4 separate regions of the Mus musculus genome follow, and all the other regions are linked to region 4. Evidence: chromatin contacts called from public promoter capture Hi-C data. All regions are on one chromosome and are shown on one strand. The core of a region is the stretch at or near the end of the contact, and the rest is flanking DNA. Distances in the headings are between cores, read along the strand shown.

Region 1 (2,700 bases), core at 67-2,566, 2.1 Mb after region 4:
ACAGTGTGCTAACTGTTAAACAGAAAGTTCACTGGCGCTATACAAAAATTCCTGTGCGCCCAAGCACACCTCACACGTGGAAAGTTACTGAGCGGTTGTGGCTGACTTGGTAAGGCTCAGGCAGCCACAAACCAACGACTGTGGAGTCCATTGTCAGCTTGCTGCCATAAAACTTTGTTTTTACGAGGCTGTTCTGCAAAAATTGAAATTTAAACAAATTTCCACCGTTGCTAGGTTTGCTTTGTTTTGCTTTAAGGTCTGTAAAACACGTGGGCTAAACTTTAAATAGGAAGGTCCTAAACCCTGTGATTAAAGATTAGAAAATATTCTACCACTAAGTTGTTTTAAAGTTTGCTTTGAAGTTTTCACAAAAGAAGGTCGAAAGAAAGATTCCACTAAAATGTACAGACGGATGACTAATCTTTCTGAATCGGTTTGTCAAATTACTTAAAGGCAACTATGGGTGGAAATGGCTTGAATAAGAAAGCGTTCGAACGCTGAGCAAGTACTGTGCCACAGAGGCAGAACAAGCACGTCCCCAGAAACGTGGAGAATACTGGGACCGAAACCCAGTCCCTCGCAATGTCCCGCCCCGTGGCCGAGCGCAGCTGGCTGTTGCCTAGGTCCGGTTGGATGCTCCCGGGTATGGCCGGGTGCGCGATGCTTGATGCAGCACTAGAGGAACTCAAAACACAAAGCAAGCAGCCAGGGGCGGCCGCCCAGCCGAGCATACTCACGGCTGGGGCCCGGGATCCTGGCGATCCCTGCCGTGCAGCCGCCAAGGGACAGTGCGTGGCGACGCCCGGTCTCCTCCTCGCCAACCCCGCGCACCACGGCCCGGGGACCTGCCAAGCCTGTCCCGTTCCCCCTTGCAGCCGGCACTTGACAAAAACCAGCCCTGAGCTCCGCGCAGTCTGCGCGGCGCCCGCGGCTTCGACTTTTCGTGTTGGGGGGTAAGATGGCAGGGCCGGGGAAACAAAGGAAACTTGGGCCGGCCGGCGTGTGTGGTTCGTGTGCTCGCCCCAGGTCCCGTGTGGGAGTCGCCTGCGCCTGTGCATGCAGCCTGCCCGGGGAAACCCTAGCTGTGCCAGAGCCCGGGGCGCCCGCCCACCTGCCGCGCTGGCCGCCCCGGGACATCCCAAGTCACCCCGGGCCGGTGCAGGCGGCGGGGGAGGGGCCGTGAGAGCCGCACAGGAGGGTGGGGGTGGGGGCGGGGAGGCGGCGGGGGAGGAGGAGAGCACGGGTGGGCGGGCGCCGCACGTCACGGCTATTGTGGCTGTCCCGGTATATAAGGTCCCGCCGGCCGGCCGCGCTCCCCACCTTGCCTGCGCCCGCGCGAGCTTAGCAGATCTCCACTTACCGAACATCTAGAGAGTCGCGCCGCGCGCCGACGGAGCGGACATGGGCAGAGCGATGGTGGCCAGGCTAGGGCTGGGGTTGCTGCTTCTGGCACTGCTCCTACCCACGCAGGTGAGACCCTGTTCTCGATTGGGCACTGGAGACGCGTCCTGGGGCTTGTGTGTGTGTGTTCGCGCGCGCGTAGGAGGGGCAAAGTCTTTGCCTCCGGCCAGGCACTGGGGTAGGGGGAGAATTTTGTGTAACTGACTTGGGGAACTCGTGGTGTGGATTCCCTCGAGAGAGCGCCCCCTTCCCTTCTCACGGAAGGTCTTCGCGCTCCCTGCGAACCACACAAAGAGAGGGAACGGTCCCCTTCGGGGGAGCGTGGCACACGCCCATCCTCCACCGTCCAAACTGGTTTGGAGATCACCCAGGAAGCCCTGGTTGTGGCTTTATCTCCCACAGGTCTTGAAGCTTAGTTAGGGACCTCCCGACTGCACAAACTCTCGCGGTGCGACCCCACACCTCCATCCCTGGCCACCTTAGGAGCCCCATCCCAACCTAGAATCCCCGGGCATTATAGAGACGGAGGGCAGGACTGTAGTGTCCCGATTCTCCGTCAGGCTTTGTCCTAGTCCACAGACGCTTCCTCTCTTAGATTTGTCCCGGGTACAGATCTTGCCCCCCAACGCCATGGGTGGCGCTGCTCTAGCTGCGTTAGGGTGAAGGCGCCGCGCCCAGAATGAGACCTGGAGCTGAGCCTGAGAGACTGGGACGGGACTCAGAGAATCCGACTGTAGCTTTTCACTGCGGTTGGTTCGCTTAGGGATGTCCCTAGGGCTTTTTGCCCCTGAAAAGTTGGGAGCGCCGGATTTTTGGTCCCTAGAGATCCAGGGTCCGGGCTCACCTGGGAGAGCAGCCCAAGAGCTTGAGGCGCGCTTCGTCTTCCCCTTCTCAGGCAGGGTAACTATACCCCATTGTCTTCTCGCTGCGGGTTGACTGTGCCCCGGGGCCTTTCTCAGTTCACCCGATCCCCCATCTAGGAGGGGCTGGGCATCGTGAAACTGGTTGGTCTCACTCAGATTCCCTTCTCCCCAGGGCGCCCCCCCCCCCCGAAATGTTGAGAGGGAGGTGTTGGTTAAACAAATCAAGGGAGATTGGTGGAGAAAAACTGTTTAATGCCAATTTAATAATTAACGTAAAATTTTGTTGATGGTGTTAGAGAGGACCTCTAGACTCAGACTGAACATTGGGCTCCTTTTTCATCATCATTATTATTATTATTTAGTTTTTTTGTCACCTGCTGTACTAAAAGCTCTTTGTATAAATGAAGAGCGGTTACTTTCCGGTACCCCTAAGACA
Region 2 (2,787 bases), core at 99-2,598, 2.0 Mb after region 4:
CGTATAGATTCTCTTATAAAAGCACCCCTAGGATGCTGGGCTCCTTTCTTCAAGCTGCTAGCTAATTTTGCATAGCAATTAGTACTGACTTCTCCAAGTCTGCAACCCAAACACCTCTCCAGAACGTTCCACAGTCCCTCCAAGGTCCAACTCTGCGCCATTAGATTTCAAACCAGAAGGCGAGGAACTTGCGTAATGATTAAATTCCCAATTTGTGTGAAGACACAATAATCTCTGACTACGCGTTAATTCCAACCTTAGGCCGCGACTGGGCAGCTAGGAGCCAGCATGTACGTCCTTTTAAAATCTATTCTACGTATTCACTGACCGCGCCGGGCCGGGCCACATGGTCCTCTCTCGCAGCCAGTCAGCTGTAGGCAGCAGATGGGATCATTTGCATTTTTCTTTTTAGACATTTTTTTTCCATCGGCAAATTAAAGGATTAAAAAAATTTTTTTTTCCGTTCTCATTGTTTACCAAAACCAGGCACGCAGCTTAAAAGTTGACTTGGGCTTTTCTTTTCCCTCCACCCCCACCCCAAGTCCCCGAAAGTTGGAGAACTGCGAGGGGTTGGTTTCTTATTTCTCAACTCCGACTCTGCAGTCCGGGAAACTAGGAGACGGTCGGTCTTAACTAACTCGGCGACTGGAGTCTCCCAGTTTTCCGCGCTGAGCCCCGTGGCTCTGAGTTGGTGGCATGAGGGTCCCCAAGCGCGTGCTTCGCTCCGCAGCCTCAAGCGGCAAAACTTGGGCTCTCGGAACTCAGGCTTTACGGGAGAGGGCGGCCACCCTGCCGGGGGAGTGGCCAGGGCTCCCCCAGAGCCCGGGGTCGCTCTCCAGTATACCCCCCCAACCACGAATCCATGCAGAACTGGAGGGGGGGCGCACCCCGAAGTCTTTGTGCCCGGCGTGGCACGGGAAGGTCCGTGCGATGGTGCGGCGCCACAGCCGAGCGCCCCAAAAGCGGGGGGCGCGGGCGGAAAAGACACGGCGCGTTGCCTCCCACCCCCACCCCCCGGGGTTAGAGAAAAAGTAGAGAAAGAGGCGCCGGGGCCACGCTCCAGCCCGGAGAGCACGTAGCCGAGAATGCCGCGGGGCGCTTTCCCGTGGGTGAGAGCCGCCCTGGTCCGCCGGCAGCCGGCGCGGGCCCACGTGGAGCCGCGCTGTGCAGGCCGAGCGCACCCGCCCCGCAGCGCGCCCCAGCTCCCCGCCGCGGTCGCTCACGCCCGAGCGCCGCCGCCGCCGCCGCCGCTGGTCCCGCGTGTGCCCCGCTGAGGGGGAGGGGCGGCGCGGTGGGGGCGGAGGGCTTGAGGTTCCACTGCAGCGGGGGCTCCTGTGTCCTTGTGCGGAAATGACACACGGAGTCCCGTCACGTCACGCGAGAGCGCAGCGCACGGACACACACAAAGAGAGGGGAAAATACACGGCGCCCGCCCGCCCGCCGCCCCCAGCCAGTCGGCGGGGCCGCCCCGGCCAGGCCCTGCGCGCTCGGCCCCCACTGCGGCCCGCGCGCCCGCCCCCCGCACGTGGCGCCCGAACTCGGCGCGGGTCCCGCTCCGCAAAGTAACAACTCTCGTCCCAGGTGAGTGTGGGCCCCGGTCGGGGCCGCCTGCGAGCGGCTCGCCGCCTCCGCGCGGGCTGGAAGGGGGAGCGGGCGCCCACGGGCTCGTCGCGCCCCATTGTGCCGCGCGCCCCTTTGTGCCCGCTCGGAACGCCGCGACTCCATGGCGTTCCGGGAGCACGCGCGCCGCGGCCAGGGAGGAGGAGGAGGGAGGGGAGGACGCACGGTGGAACGGTCCGCGCCGCCGCCGCCAGGCCGGCCCCACTCGCGCCGCGCGCCGGCTCTCCACCCCCGGCGGGCCGGCGATGGAGCGGCCGAGGGCCGCCGGGGAGCAACTGCGCGGCGCCGGAGCGCTCGCGTTCGACCGGCCTGTGGCGGCGATGGAGGGGTGTCAGAGGGAGCAGAAGGGCGGGGAGCCAGAGGCCGGAGAGCCGCCGCTCGGAGGGACGCTGCCCCGGGGAGGCAGCGGAGGGAGCGAGGCTGCCGGCGGCTGGGAGCGGGGTGCGGCGAGCCCCGCCGCCAGGGGGCGCGGCACCCTCCCGGGCCGTTCCACGGCGCTCCGTGGTTCCCGCTGCCCGGCTGGAGGCGGGTCCAGCGCGGCGCTCTGGGTGTGCACCCCAGCGAGCGCGAGGCCTTCCTGGCGGGCGGTGGAGCCGGGCCGGGGCGCTCGCCGCCCCTCGTGACTTGTGCCCGCCACGATCGACGTAATTTCCCACGCAGACTTGGCTCGGGCTGTGAGGCGCGGAGTTGTGAAGGCCTTGTGGGCTGGGACTCAACTCATCTGAGTTCTTTTTTTCTTTTTTTTTTAAGTTTGTCCTAAAGTAGAAGTTTGATCGCTCAGGTGGCCCGCTTGGGAGTATTTTGGAGGTGGAGGCCAACCAGAGATGCTCAGAATTAATGTTCACTGTTTGGAAGTCAGAGAACTTCCTTTTAGAAGTAACTTTTGAATGTTTTCCTACAAGTAACACGTCACTGAGTAGAGGGGAGGGTGCCAGAAATCTATAAAGACCCAGAAAACCCAGGCGAGTGGGGAACGTGTGGAAATGTCCCAGATAGAGGTTTTAGGTTTGTCTCTGTTTCGGTTCCATGCCTGCAGTTTTTCTCTTTTTGCGACTTTCCACTTTTAATTCATAGGTGTTTGGGTTTTGTTTTTAAGCTTCATTTTCGGTGTATGTGTTTTGACTGCATATATATGCGCCATATCCATGCCTGGTCTCCTAAGAGGTC
Region 3 (2,700 bases), core at 57-2,556, 2.1 Mb after region 4:
CTTCATGGCCCTGCTCTTCCTAAAGGTACTGCACCAAATTCCTAACACATGAAACTAGGGGGACACATTCTGGACAAACTAGGGACCTTTGTTCCAGACAGGCCTAGAACACTCTCACTTAGGTATCTGCAAGGAAACTCACCTTCAAGTCTAGACTCAAACACATCCCCTCAGCGGGGCCTACCCATTCCATTCCAACTATTCCAACGCAACTCCACCTTGCCAATCGGTCCCCTTTACCACACTTACCCCACCCCCAGAGCTAATCACAGGCTGCTGTGTAATTTACCAGATGCTGTCTGCATGTGCATACACTCCACAAGACTAGACTTCTTCTTCATCCCTGTTTTATTTATCTCACGTGCACAGAAATAGTGCCTGGTAATTAAAAACTTGCAGAAGCTAGGAACGCTGTTGCAAGCCTATAATTCAAGCATCTGGGAAAGAGGCAGGAGCTCACGTGTTCAAGGACATCGTTCACTATAAAAGTAAGAAGCCAGTCACAACGAGGCCGCCTTAAAAAAGTCTTATAGACCTAAGTCTGGAGGTCACCCAGACGGCACGAGAGATACAGAGAGTTTTAGTAGGAAAGTAACCCGGCAGGAGTCCATATGAAAAAATCTCCTTGACGGCAGTTTGCATTAGAGATGACTAGGAAAGAAAGCCCGTAAGGTTCGTTTCGGGTGAGATTTCTATAAAGCTATAGACTCTATAACGAAGGCTAAGACTGGCAGAAGAGCAGTGTTTAGGATACACAGGCAAAGCTGTCCTTGACCTGCACTACGCTGGGAGTGGATCCACGTTCCTTAGCGTGTCACCGCTCTGTAAGACCCGGGCCTGGCCTCCAGTTGGTTGGGTCTACAGCTACGAAACCCTTCCCTTCTGCGGACGTCGGAAGCGGACTTCTACACAAGATCGAGTTCCCCTGGAGCCCTCCCATCCCGAACCTTCCCCAGGTCCCCCAAGGTCAAAGGAAACTGGACACTCCCACGCCGCCCAGCCCCGAGTCAGTGTGTCTGCAGCTTGCTGCACCCAAGTCCGGGGACGCACAGCCTGGGCCAGCTTAATTCCCACGGTCCCGGGGTTCGAGAGGCGTCCCTAGGCAACCCCAACTCTGCGGAACGGGAAGGGTTCGCAGACACGGCCGGAGCGCCGCAGGGCAGAAGCCAGCCGAGGGCGAAGCGCCCGGCGAGGGGCTGAGCCGGCGGGCCAGTAGGGGCGCACTCACCTGCGCAGTCCGCTGGTCCCTCCCCGGACCGCGCCGACCGCAGGCGGGAGCCACCTCCGCACCTGCCCCGCCTCTTCCGCCCCAGCCTACGCAGAGAGTGGACCCCTAGGCGCATCTGAGCACGGTGGTGGCCTCACAGCGTCCCCTGCTGGACGCGGCGCCTTGGAGGACCACGCTGTTGAGGTCGGGGTGTGGGGAAGTGAGGTGGGGGGGGGGGGGGGGGGGAGAGGGGACGTGGGAGGCCCATCCCAGGCCCGCTGAGCTTGGCAGCCAGTTCCAGAAGAATTTGGTTTGGAAGCAAAAGTTCTTTCTCTCGAATAGCCAAAGCCCTGAACTTCTTAGTGAGTTATAGATGTTGTCTCCAGAAAACTGTCTTAACATCACAGAATATAAGAGTTTACTTCTAACCCGTCCGTGTGTAGGTGTATCGCTGTAATCCCAACACTGGAGAGACCGAGGTAGGAAGAATGGGGGTTCAAGGTTTTCCTTGGGTACATGACTAGGAAGTTCGAGGCCAGGCTGAGCTACAAAGAAATAAATATAAATGGGAATAAATAAAATACCTCACATTGGGTGTGATCCTATCATTGGGGGAGTGGAGGCAGAAAGATCAAGTAAGTCACTTGACCTGTCTTTGGCTACATAACAAGCTTGAGACCAGCTTGGGTTACATGAAACCCTGTCTCAATATATCAACCCCTGACCCCCCACCCCCCAAAAAAAACTAAGTCACACCGTTTTCGTTCAGTTTTCTTGCCATGCCAGAAGTGATTGGACAGGGGTTAGAGTCTAGGAAAACACGGTTTAGTGGAACCAGTGAAAACAAACCTTGGGAGTCAGATGGAATATAGCCCAGACACTAGAGTACAGTCAGTTTCACAAAAGTTGTTTTTTTGTTTTGTTTTGTTTTGTTTGTTTGTTTTTAAAACGTAAATACTTTTACGTGTATGAGTGTCTTTGCCTGCATGTACCATGTGCCTCTATGCTGAAGGAGGCCAGAAGAGGGCATTGCATCTCCTGGGACTGGAGTTACAGATGGTTGCTAACCACCATGCAGATGCTGGGAATGGAATCTGGCTCATCTGGAAGAGCAGCCAGTGCCCTTCCCTCTGGAGCCCAGGTTTAGATATGTTTGCGTTAACGTTTGTTGGGATATATGCTGTATTAAACGAGAAGTAGCCTTCCTGATTTTCTTCTTTTTCAGACGTTTCCCTTCCAAGTCTGTGAGCTCTGTTCCCCGCCTTTTCATTGATGCTCCTTTCTCCTAAGTTGGCACAATAGTTTCTTGATTGTGTTTGTATAAGAGGAATGCACAACTACAAATTGTTTCAAATGCTGAAATGATACATCTACACGGTTGACATTGTGAGATCAGGAGGGATACACAGTTGCATTTACTTGTAGGTCAACACCTGCCATCATGTTTGACCTAGGGAACTCAGGTCTTTTAGTCTTGGCAGCGAAAGCCTTTA
Region 4 (2,700 bases), core at 95-2,594:
TTTGATCTAGTTTTGGCTCTGTGGAGTTTTTATTGCATTGTTTTTACTGCAATTCTTTCAGCAGAAAACCAAACAAAAACCTATGTGAAAGCAAAGTTGAAAGACTGACCCTTGTTCTTTCTGTCTTTTTATCATTATTATCATTATCATTATTATTATTATTTTCCTCTCGGTGCTGAGGGCAGAATCCAGAACCCAGTGCTCTATCACTGAACAAAATCCCCAATCCCACAACCACCCTTGTTCCTTCTGGAGTGCAGAAGTCAAGCAAAGCTCTCCTGGCATCCCACTCGGACGCCCACATATCTGACCGATTTCGAGGGAGCTCTGGATAGAGTGCACTAGATAACTCTGTAAAGATAAGGGGGAAACCACAGAGCTCATACCTGTGTGGTATGAGCTGCTTTTGTGAGACCCCAACTTAGAGCGTTTCTCCCTGGAAGGTAAAGCCCCTAGACGTTCCCCAAGCTTGTTTTCCCTGATCTCTAATGCGGAGACACTTAGGGAGACACTTCGTCCTCAGCTAGCTGATAATAAAACCTCTTGCAGTTTGCATCAGGTGTGGTTTTCTCTCGGGACACTGGGGTGCTGGCCAGCTCATCCCGGGACTTGAGCGGAGGCCCAGCTTTGGGGGTCTTACACTTTTAATAAAAACTAGTAAGAAAGAAAGAGTCCGGCTGGTAATTCCATCTTTAGTTTCCAAATTGTGGGCAATATAGATGGCAAATTTATAATCTGGAAGTGGACAAAGTAGAGATAATTAGGTACACGCGATGCATAAACGCTGAGCGGAAGCTGCTGGCACAGTTGGAGTAGGTCCGGAACGAATCTGAGCGGGACTTAGGAGCATTGGTCCGGAACACAGAGCCACAGCAGATCCTACCCAGGTTTTTATTTAGAGAACTCTCCCATACCCATAGGTCTCAGAGGGAGCGACACTGTCCTGAGACAACTGAAACCCTCAATAGTCTCTCAGAAGTGCCATAAATCTAAATAAAAACAGCGGTCGTTTCGGTCTTTTTAGCCAAGCCAAGCACTTACTAAGCTCATTCTAACCGTACCAGGTAGGTTAACACCTCCATTTTATGGATAAACACAGAGCTGAGGATGAGTAACTTGGGAAGGAAAGCGAGGAAGAGGATTCATTCAGGAGGTAAATATCTGCTGATTGAAGCCACCGCCGTCTTTATGCTCAGCATCTAATCAGCGGATGTGGTGTCTACTGAGGTCTAAAGGAAACTCAGCGGGGTAACTGGAGGTAAATTTCCGCAGATTGGCAGGTTTCCGCACCAGACCCTCCCTTTCCGGATTCCACAGCAAAGCCCGCCCTCGGGGCGGGGCTCCGGGGTCACGTGATGCTACGGCCCTTGTGCGCGCTTCCGGGTTGACAGACGCCGGGAGTCCGGAGCTACAGCGTAGTGGTGGCGGGGGCGGGGACCGGCGACAGGCCCGGTTAGTGCCCTCTGGGCAGCCGGGTGGGCTGACCGTAGCAAGTCCCTGCGGGGCGGCCCTGACAGGTAGGTCCGCGGCCGGTTGGTTCGGCCCGGGGCCTTGGGCCGCGGAACGTCCGCGGGACTCAGGCCCCAGGCCTGGGACGGAGCTCCGGGCGCCGCTGCTCAGAGCGGGGCCTCTGAATCCGCGCGTTATTTCACCGTAGATCTCCCTTGCGTGGGTTCGTTCCCATATTTCTCATATATGTTCCTATAGTCGAAACAGCTATTCCGTGTGTAGCATCGAGGCAGCACACCCCCAACTCCAACTTTGTGCCGCCACACTTTGAAAGTTTAATTACAAAGTTAACGGACCGGAGGGCCGTACAGACTTTTGAACCCGTTCTCTAATTTCCAGAGGAAATTCCCCACCGTAAGAGGTTATGTGGGTACTGGAGAGGCATCCAGCAGGGTAGCCGCAACAAGGGGAGGAACCCAAGGCTTGGCTTTCCAAGTAGAGTGTAGAAGGTGATAATGTAAAAAAAAAAAAAAAAAAAAAAAAAAAACTGGGTTGTGACAGCTGGAACACGAACAGTCTAGTTAGGCAATACTTCTTCCTAAATAAACATTGATTTTTTATTTCAGATTTAAGCCTCTTCAGAGTCTTCTGGAGAAAATGGCAGACACAACCCCGGAGCCTTGTGGGCAGCTTATGGTACACTCAGACACTCACAGTGACACTGTGCTGGCCAGTCTGGAGGATCAAAGGAAGAAGGGCTTTCTTTGTGATATTACTTTAATCGTGGAGAATGTGCATTTCCGAGCCCATAAAGCCTTGCTGGCCGCCAGTAGCGAGTATTTCTCAATGATGTTTGCGGAAGAGGGCGAGATTGGCCAGTCTATCTACATGCTGGAAGGCATGGTTGCAGACACCTTTGGCATCCTGCTGGAATTTATCTATACAGGTTATCTACATGCCAGTGAGAAAACGACAGAGCAGATCCTGGCTACTGCTCAGTTCTTAAAAGTCTATGACCTGGTAAAGGCATACGCAGACTTCCAGGATAACCATAGCGCCCCAAAGCCACCAGCTTTGAACTGCACTGGGACGCCAGTGGTGGTTATTTCCAATAAGAAGAACGATCCTCTGAAACGGAAACGGGGAAGACCAAGAAAAGCCAATGGTTTGCAGGAAGGGAGATCAGAACTGGCTGCAGAGGGAGAGCTGCAGCTGAGAGTGAACAATTCAGTTCAGAATAGACAAAACTTT

The links. Promoter capture Hi-C pulls out the DNA fragments that hold promoters and counts their contacts. Capture Hi-C pulls out chosen DNA fragments and counts their contacts.
Region 1: a contact with region 4 is called in a promoter capture Hi-C map of pre-B cells, with 3 times the contacts expected there. The contact joins the promoter of Cd24a here to the promoter of Zbtb24 in region 4. A contact is called at or near these places in 1 of 39 promoter capture datasets (pre-B cells) and 1 of 115 datasets of contacts at active chromatin or transcription factors (embryonic stem cells).
Region 2: a promoter capture Hi-C map of liver shows a contact between it and region 4, with 2.9 times the contacts expected there. The contact joins the promoter of Bend3 here to the promoter of Zbtb24 in region 4. A contact is called at or near these places in 2 of 39 promoter capture datasets (liver and pre-B cells).
Region 3: a promoter capture Hi-C map of liver shows a contact between it and region 4, with 2.3 times the contacts expected there. The contact joins the promoter of Mtres1 here to the promoter of Zbtb24 in region 4. A contact is called at or near these places in 1 of 39 promoter capture datasets (liver) and 1 of 9 other capture datasets (liver).

Annotation. Positions count from the first base shown.
Region 1 is chr10:43,577,853-43,580,552 of GRCm38.p6, forward strand. Cd24a (CD24a antigen) reads left to right here and starts at 1,317. Exons shown (of 2, transcript NM_009846.2): 1 at 1,317-1,470. The coding sequence starts at 1,402.
Region 2 is chr10:43,477,792-43,480,578 of GRCm38.p6, forward strand. It overlaps Bend3 (BEN domain containing 3), which reads left to right and starts at 1,349. Exons shown (of 4, transcript NM_199028.2): 1 at 1,349-1,581.
Region 3 is chr10:43,539,712-43,542,411 of GRCm38.p6, forward strand. Mtres1 (mitochondrial transcription rescue factor 1) reads right to left here and starts at 1,307. Exons shown (of 4, transcript NM_026411.2): 1 at 1,229-1,307.
Region 4 is chr10:41,449,014-41,451,713 of GRCm38.p6, forward strand. Zbtb24 (zinc finger and BTB domain containing 24) reads left to right here and starts at 1,345. Exons shown (of 7, transcript NM_153398.3): 1 at 1,345-1,517; 2 at 2,076-2,700. The coding sequence starts at 2,107.